Regions from separate parts of the Oryctolagus cuniculus genome. Here region 1 is linked to region 2. Evidence: chromatin contacts called from public Micro-C data. All regions are on one chromosome and are shown on one strand. The core of a region is the stretch at or near the end of the contact, and the rest is flanking DNA. Distances in the headings are between cores, read along the strand shown.

Region 1 (3,545 bases), core at 493-2,992, 260 kb after region 2:
CGCCAGCCGCAGCGCACCAGCCGCGGCGGCCATTGGAGGGTGAACCAACGGCAAAGGAAGACCTTTCTCTCTGTCTCTCTCTCTCACTATCCACTCTGCCTGTCAAAAATAAATAAATAAATAAATAAATAAATAAATAAAAATGATACATTGATGAATTTGAGAGCAATCATGCTAATTGAACTCATAAAGAAAAAATGAATAACACAGTGATTATATTTATATAATATTCTAGAAAATGCAAACTAATTGACAGTGACAGAAAGCAGATTACTGGTTACTCAGAGAGCAGGAGGATTATCAAGGACACAAGGAACTTTTTGGGGTGATGGATGTAGTCACTATGTTGACTCTGGGGATGGTTTAAGAGTTTGTGGGTGAATGGGTTTGTATAAGACACAATCATTAAAAATTACATACTCTAAATAAATGCAGTTGATTATGAAATTACATACATACAAAAAAAAGCTGTTGAAAAAGAAATTCATGGAGTGTGCATTTGGCACAAAGGTTAAGATGCCATTTCAGAGTCTCTGGGTTCGAATCCAAACTCTGCTCTCAATTCCAGTTTCGTGGGAATGTGCACCCTGGGAGGCAGCAGATGATGACCCCAGTTCTAAATCTCTGCCACCCACATAGGAGACCCAGATGGAATCCTAAACTCCTGGCTTTGGCCTGGTCTAGCCACAGCTGTTACAGGAATTTAGGAAATGAACCAGCAGATGCAAGATCTTTCTCTCCCTGTCTTAGTCTCATCTATGTGTGTGTGTGTGTGTGTGTGTCTACCTTTCAAATAAAATGAAAATAAGGAAGGAAGCAAGGAAGGATGGAAGGAAGGAAGGAAGGAAACTCAAAGACTTGCTTGAGCTCACTCAGCACACAGAGGGGCTGAGCCTGGCCAGCACACCCTGTGTGGCCCACACCACCTTGTGGAATGGAGCCTGCCCAAGTCCAGCTCGAAGTCCTACTGCACTCCAACTCTGCCTCAGAGGCAGAGTGACCCTTGGTACAGGACAAACCCAGGCTATGGCCATAGGGTGGCTGGGTGGATCAATGAAGGCAGAGATGGTGGGCTTTGCCACCTGTGGTGGCTGCAGACACAATGGACAGTTTCGGGAACACACCACGGGTGGCTTCAGGCTGCTATACTCATAACCAAGGATATTTTGACAAAAATACAAACCAGCAAAAAGGATTAAATCCGACAATCACTTCTTCTGTAGGATTAACTCAGCAAATACCTACTGAACCCCGCCGAGGGCCAGGTCAGTCCTCTCCCACTGTCTTAGGAAGCCCAGGTGCAGATGGAGTGGCAGCAGTGTGACAGCAGGACACACTACATAAAACGCCCATGTAATATGCCCTAAGTGCCTGCTCCATGTGGGGAGGAGAGACACGTGGCGTATCCTTGAGGGTAGGAAATACACGTGGACAAAGGCTTTGCCACAACACTGAAGCTTGCGAGATAAATGCTTTGCAGGCCAAGAGGAGAAACAAATTACTTCCAGTTGTTGAGAGGGTTCATGGAGGCTGTGGTATGTAAGGCAGGGAAAGGAATTTCTACCCAGAGACAAAGAGATGGGAGGGAGGCTGGGGGAGCAGACTGTTCCGTTTCCAGAGGCACCTGGGGAGCAGTCTGGCTGCAGTGAGGGGTGGGGGAGGTTGGGGCCAGGTGCTGGAGGCTGCTGACTATGTGGACACATCGGCTGCCCACCCGACCTGTCCTCTGTCGTGTGCCCTCTGCTCGACGGACAGCCAGCTGAGCTCCTGACACACAGGAGTATCCCCTCCCTCTCTGCCCCCCCCCCCCCCCCCCCCGCCAAGAACAGAACCAGGGACCTCAACTGGAAACAGATTCCAGCTGGGCGGGGGGGGGGGGGGGGCGCCAAGAAGACTCAAAAGAAAGCAACTCCTCCAAGGACCACTCGCCCTAAGACGCATCAGTGGCTCCACCCTTGGGCTTTCCAAGTACACCAGCCAGTCTGAACCAGGGCTCTTTGGGCAAACCAAAAATGGAAAAAATGTCCTCCAGCCTGTCTTCCTAGAGCACTCAGAAATTGCCTGAAACTTTCCTGTGGCCAAACCCAAAAGACACTGCCATCTGGTGGCCACGAGACCATACGCCATGAGGTCTGTGAAAGTGGCCTTAGGCTCCCAGAAGACACAGGCAGAAAGGGCTCGGAGGCCTATCTAGTACTTTCATAATGGGACTAGAATCCTGCCCGCACACTAGCCCAGTCTAAATTAAGTCTTATTTCGACTTACCAAGTTCCTCAAGGCTCAGGTGTTATGCATGATGCAGACATGGAAACTGCCCCTGGGAGAGATTAGGAGACAGGACCAAGGTGAAGTGCAGAGCGGGATCTTGTGCCAGGGTCCAGCAGCACTGGACCCCTCCCCTGTCAGTGCCCAATAAACAGAAAGGGAAGATTCTCGTGGGTGTGGCCTCCAAGACCCTTGCAGAAGATGCCTTTTCCTCTCTTCCCCAGCTACACGGTGAACTCTTTCAGAGTCTAAGGGACATGTAATCTCTCTCTCTTCAACAAAGGAGCTTGAGTGGACAAAGAGAAGCAGAACTTCGTGAGACCCTGACGGGTGAGATGGGAGACCTCAGCCCCAAGGTTGAAGAAGGCACTTCCCCCACTGGGCAGCCTCCTGATGTGAAGCTTCCCTTTTATTAATTTTTTTTTAACTTATTTGACAGGTAGAGTTAGACACTGAGAGAGAGAGACAGAGAGAAAGGTCTTCCTTCCGTTGGTTCACTCCCCAAATGGCCACCACGGCCGGCGCTGTGCTGATCCGAAGCCAGGAGCCAGGTGCTTCCTCCTGGTCTCCCACACTGGTGCCGGGACCCAAGCACTTGGGACATCCTCCACTGTCCTCCCAGGCCACAGCAAAGAGTTGGACTGGAAGAGGAGCAACCGGGACTAGAACCTGGCGCCCACATGGGATTCCAGCGCCACAGGCGGAGGATTAACCAAGTGAGCTATGGCGCTGGCCCCCTCTTTTATTAATTGGAAAAAATAATAATAAAGGACATGCAAGGACCTCGTTTAGCCCCTGATCGCTAATGGAATAGGTGCTTGGGTATTCCTGTGCTTTAAAAACTCTTTGAGGGGCTGGCTTTTTGGTGAAATGGGTTAAGCTATATGGCACCATATGGATGCCAGCTCAAGTCCTGGCTGCTCTACTTTTGATCCTGTTCCCTGCTAATGTACCTGGGAAAGCAGCAGAGGATGGCCTAAGGGCTTGGGTCCCTGCACCCACATGGGAGACCCAGAAGAAGCTCCTGACTCCTGGCTTCCGATCCGGCCCAGCCCCAGGCTGTTGTGGCCATATGGGGAGTCAACAGTGGATGGAAGATCTCTCTCTTTCCCTCCCTTTCTCTTTGTACTCTGCCTTTCAAATAAATACAATAAATCTTTTATAAAATTTTTTCTTTGAAATTTTTCTGTGTGGAAGAACACAAATAACTCAAAGCTCTTTGAGATATTCATTTTTTTCCAATCATTCTTAAAAGTATGTAGGATGGGGCCAGTGCTGCG
Region 2 (3,977 bases), core at 1,078-3,577:
TTTAGTTTTTTTTAAAGGCTTTAGAAATCGCCAAATACAATTTATTATTTGTAAATACATTATATTTAGTCAAACACGTATTGGAATCAGACTTACATGCAAAGATTTAAAAAATCCATATATTATTTTTACTGTCTGATAGAATACCAAGAGTTTCTGAATCTATAATTTGTACATTTAACTGATACTAATATTAATTTTAAAAAGCAACACTTCTACATTTATTTTTTAACTTTTATTTAATAAATATAAATTTCCAAAGTACAACTTTTGGGTTATAGCAGTTTTCCCCCCCATGACCACCCTCCCACCCGCAAACCATCCCATTCTTCATTAAGATTAATTTTAAATTATCTTTATATATAGAAGATCAACAGATAAACTTAGTATATACTGAGTAAAGATTTCAACAGTTTGCACCCACACAGACATACAAAGTATAAAGTACTGTTTGAATACTAGTTTTACCATTAATTCGCATAGTACAACACATTAAGGACAGAGATCCTATATGGGGAGTAAGTGCACAGTGAATCCCGTTGTTGATTTAACAATTGACACTCTTATTTCTGACATCAGGAATCACCCGAGGCTCTTGTCATGAGCTGCCAAGGCTATGGAAACCTCTTGAGTTCACAAACTCCGACCTTATTTAGACAAGGCCATAATCAAAGTGGAAGTTCTCTCCTCCCTTCAGAGAAAGGTACCTCCTTCTTTGATGGCCCGTTCTTTCTGCTGGCATTTTTTTTTTTTTTTTGCCGCAGTGTCATGGCTTTCCATGCCTTTGAGCCAAATCCTTCTGAATGCCTTAAGGGGCATTTAGTTTTAAGATATAAGCTTCCCTTTAAAACAACTTCTGCTGCACCCCATAGGATTTGGTATGCTACATTTCTGTTGTTTGTCTGAAGATATTTTAAAATTTCTCTTTCGATTTCTTCTTTGGCCAAGTGGCTGACCAGGAACACGTTGCCTGATTTTCACATATCTGTGGATTTTCCAAGATTCCTCATGTTATTGATTCCTAGTTTCATGCTGTTGTGGTCTGAAACAATACTAGATACTATTTATTTATTTATTTTTTTGACAGGCAGAGTGGACAGTGAGAGAGAGAGACAGAGAGAAAGGTCTTCCTTTGCCGTTGGTTCACCCTCCAATGGCCGCCGCGGCTGCGCACTGCGACCGGCGCATTGCGCTGATCCGATGGCAGGAGCCAGGTACTTCTCCTGGTCTCCCATGGGGTGCAGGGCCCAAGCACTTGGGCCATCCTCCACTGCACTCCCTGACCTCAGCAGAGAGCTGGCCTGGAAGAGGGGCAACCGGGATAGAATCCGGCGCCCCGACCGGGACTAGAACCTGGTGTACCGGCACCGCAAGGTGGAGGATTAGCCTAGTGAGCCGCAGCGCCGGCCTAGATATTATTTCAATGTTCTTAGATTTCTAAAGACTTTTTTTGTGGCCTAGTGTATAGTCTATCTTGGAGAACGTTCCTTAAGAAAGCTCTGTATATGTCCATTAGACCCATTTGGTCAAAAATGCAATTCAAAGCCAGGATTTCCTTATTAATTTTCTGTCTGGTCTACCCATTGTTGAAAGCGGGGCATTGAATTCCTCTCCTGTTACCATACTGCTGCCTATTTCTCCCTCCGTATTCATTATTATGTACTTATTTAAGTGCTCCAGTGTTTGGCGCATATATTTACAATTATTATGTCCTCTGATAAATTGACCCTTTTGTCATTAAGTAATGAACTTCTTTTCTCTTGTGGCAGGTTTTGACCTGAAGGCTATTTGTTACATATTTTGTAAAGAAAAATCTGCAAACAGGAGGAGGGAAGAGGAGAAACCTAGATAATAATACCTTTCAAACATGCTGAGACGTTGCCATCCATTTTTAAACGTCACTTTAAAAATCTAAATATGTAAAAGATAATGTTACCCGACCACACAGTCCCATTTCCAGTAGCTGCTACAGGTGAGACTTTGTGCATCTAGAAACGTGACTAGGGAATGTTTAAAAAGCTGTTTTATCTCTTGATTAGAAACGCGATACGTGTTCGTTGAGATGTGTTAAAAATTAGCAGTCTTTCACAAGCCCACAACCGGAGAAAGGGTGTTCTTTCCAGAACTCATCCGCGTTCCAAGATCCACGCCTTCCTGCCAGAGCCAGCCCCCCGCCCCCAGGAGCAGGGTCCTTGCTGCAACGGCAGCAGTAGGTCGCCAGGGGGTGCTATAGGGAAGAACTCCTGAGCACCGGGAGCGAAGAGCAGCACTGAACACGTGACTTTGGCCTCCGGCTGGGGTGCCTTAGTCACGTGACAGGGTCCGGAAGCAGCTGCCCGGCTGCTAAGGAGGATGGTGAGGGGTCGGCGCTGAGGCAGGGAGGTGGGCTGCGCCGACGCCGGCCGGAGCCCGGGCTGGAGCCGGAATCCGAGCGGTGAGTTCCTGCGCAGGCCTGCTCTGGCTGGCCGCGGTCACCGCCTTCTGCAGGGCCCACCTCGTCCTCCGCTCGGGGGAAGCAGATGCTGTCGGTCAGTGGGTGGACACGCCTGAGCTGCGGGTCCGCGGAGCGGCTCCCTGGTTGCCGGCTCGGAGCTGCGATTCCAGGCGATGTGGAGATCCCTTGTCCGCCGCGCTGTTTCTCCTGACCCTGTGGGGTTGAGGGTCTCCCGAGCTGTTTGACAGGTTGGGAAACGGAGGTCTCAGAATGGGGAGGCGCCTCCCCATGACCCAGCTTGGGCTTCTCCACGCTCGCAAAAGGACTTGGCGACCCCGGGCCGGTCCCTCCCCGCTGCGGGAGCCCCGTGCCCGGCTTGCTGATTAAGAGACTTTGGGGCACAGAGTGCCGGAGCCCCAGACCCTGAAGGTCATCCGTGCCCCCAGCACAGTTGGGGAAGCCGGGGCTCGAGGGTTCGGGTGAGCCCGGCGGCTCGCAGCCGCACCTCGCTCCCGCCGCTGGTTGGTGCTTTTCCGCACACCGCCTCCTGCAGGGAACTTGTCCGCTGGATGGAGCTCCCTTTCCCGTCCCTTTTCTCTGGCAGCTCTCTGCCTCCTCCACTGGTTGAAGTGGCCCCGGGGTGTGGTTGCCTGTTTGCTCCTGATGTTTCTGCAAACTCATCATTCTGTAGGTCCGTTTTCTAACCGAGCTGCAATTTTGTGCAAATCGTACCGGGATATGGAATGTGAACCGGAGGATGATGCTGGGAGGCTGTGGTGGCTCGGCTGAGATTGAGAAGAGCTTGGCAGTAACTTGCAGAGTGGGAAAGCCTTGGCCTTATTTTGCCTGGAACTTGTTAGATTTGAGCAACACTGGTGGTTTGCGAGGATGCTGAAATAAAATAGCAGCATGGCGTGGTGGAAAGAACTGGGACAGGAGCACTGGGAGACTGGTCCGCATCGGCCACGGTGGGCTCCCATCCTCACCTGCGTTTCGGTTTCTGTCTGTATCATGATGAGGCTGAGGCCTCCGGGGCCCCTCCTGGCCTGTCATTCTCTGTATCTAGGTCTGGTATTTTTTTTTTTTTTCTCCTCAGAAATTATTTCCTTCCTGTGTACTCTAACTAACCTTGTAACAGGACTTAACTAATCCAGTTGTCCAGGAAGCTGTTTCCTCTAAATTTATTCCCAAGTTGCTATGGAAACCCTCTCCCCTCTCCATCTTTGTGTTTTGTCCCAGTGAACTACTGAGAGCCCAAGCTGATTTTCACCGTCTTTATTATTTTGAACGTGATCAGGGCCCTCTTAAAGGTGCCTTTTGTCTGGAGCCTGGTTTGCAGTAGTTAACAAACCTGCACATTTAGAACGTGTTTTCTTGAAAGATGTTCCCAAGAAGTAAGGGAACAAAAAAGGCAGGTGTTTCAGTCTGAGCGTGAGCCTGCGGTGAGAGCCGTAAGCAGTGATGTGCTAAGTCTCACCCTTTGTTTCCAGATCTTTTAGATCATGTCATTTATAGCTGCCTGTTCCTGGCTCTTCATTTTCCC

The links. Hi-C and Micro-C count contacts between places; a contact is called where the count stands out from the background.
Region 1: a Micro-C map of ear pinna shows a contact between it and region 2, with 9 times the contacts expected there. The contact joins the enhancer-like site here to the promoter of SLC36A1 in region 2. A contact is called at or near these places in 4 of 6 Hi-C or Micro-C datasets (ear pinna, psoas muscle, skin fibroblasts and 1 more).

What each region holds. Positions count from the first base shown.
Region 1 is chr6:38,712,744-38,716,288 of mOryCun1.1, forward strand. It overlaps ATOX1 (antioxidant 1 copper chaperone), which reads right to left. Exons shown (of 5, transcript XR_007918994.2): 4 at 2,266-2,317. Among named protein-coding and RNA genes, the nearest start is that of ATOX1, 17 kb to the right of the region's middle. Within about 2 kb of position 1,743, at least 3 of the 8 cell types and tissues checked have an H3K27ac peak or open chromatin away from gene starts, as enhancers often do. A contact at or near this core is called in ear pinna, where this site is marked.
Region 2 is chr6:38,455,097-38,459,073 of mOryCun1.1, forward strand. SLC36A1 (solute carrier family 36 member 1) reads left to right here and starts at 2,328. Exons shown (of 11, transcript NM_001082183.1): 1 at 2,328-2,434.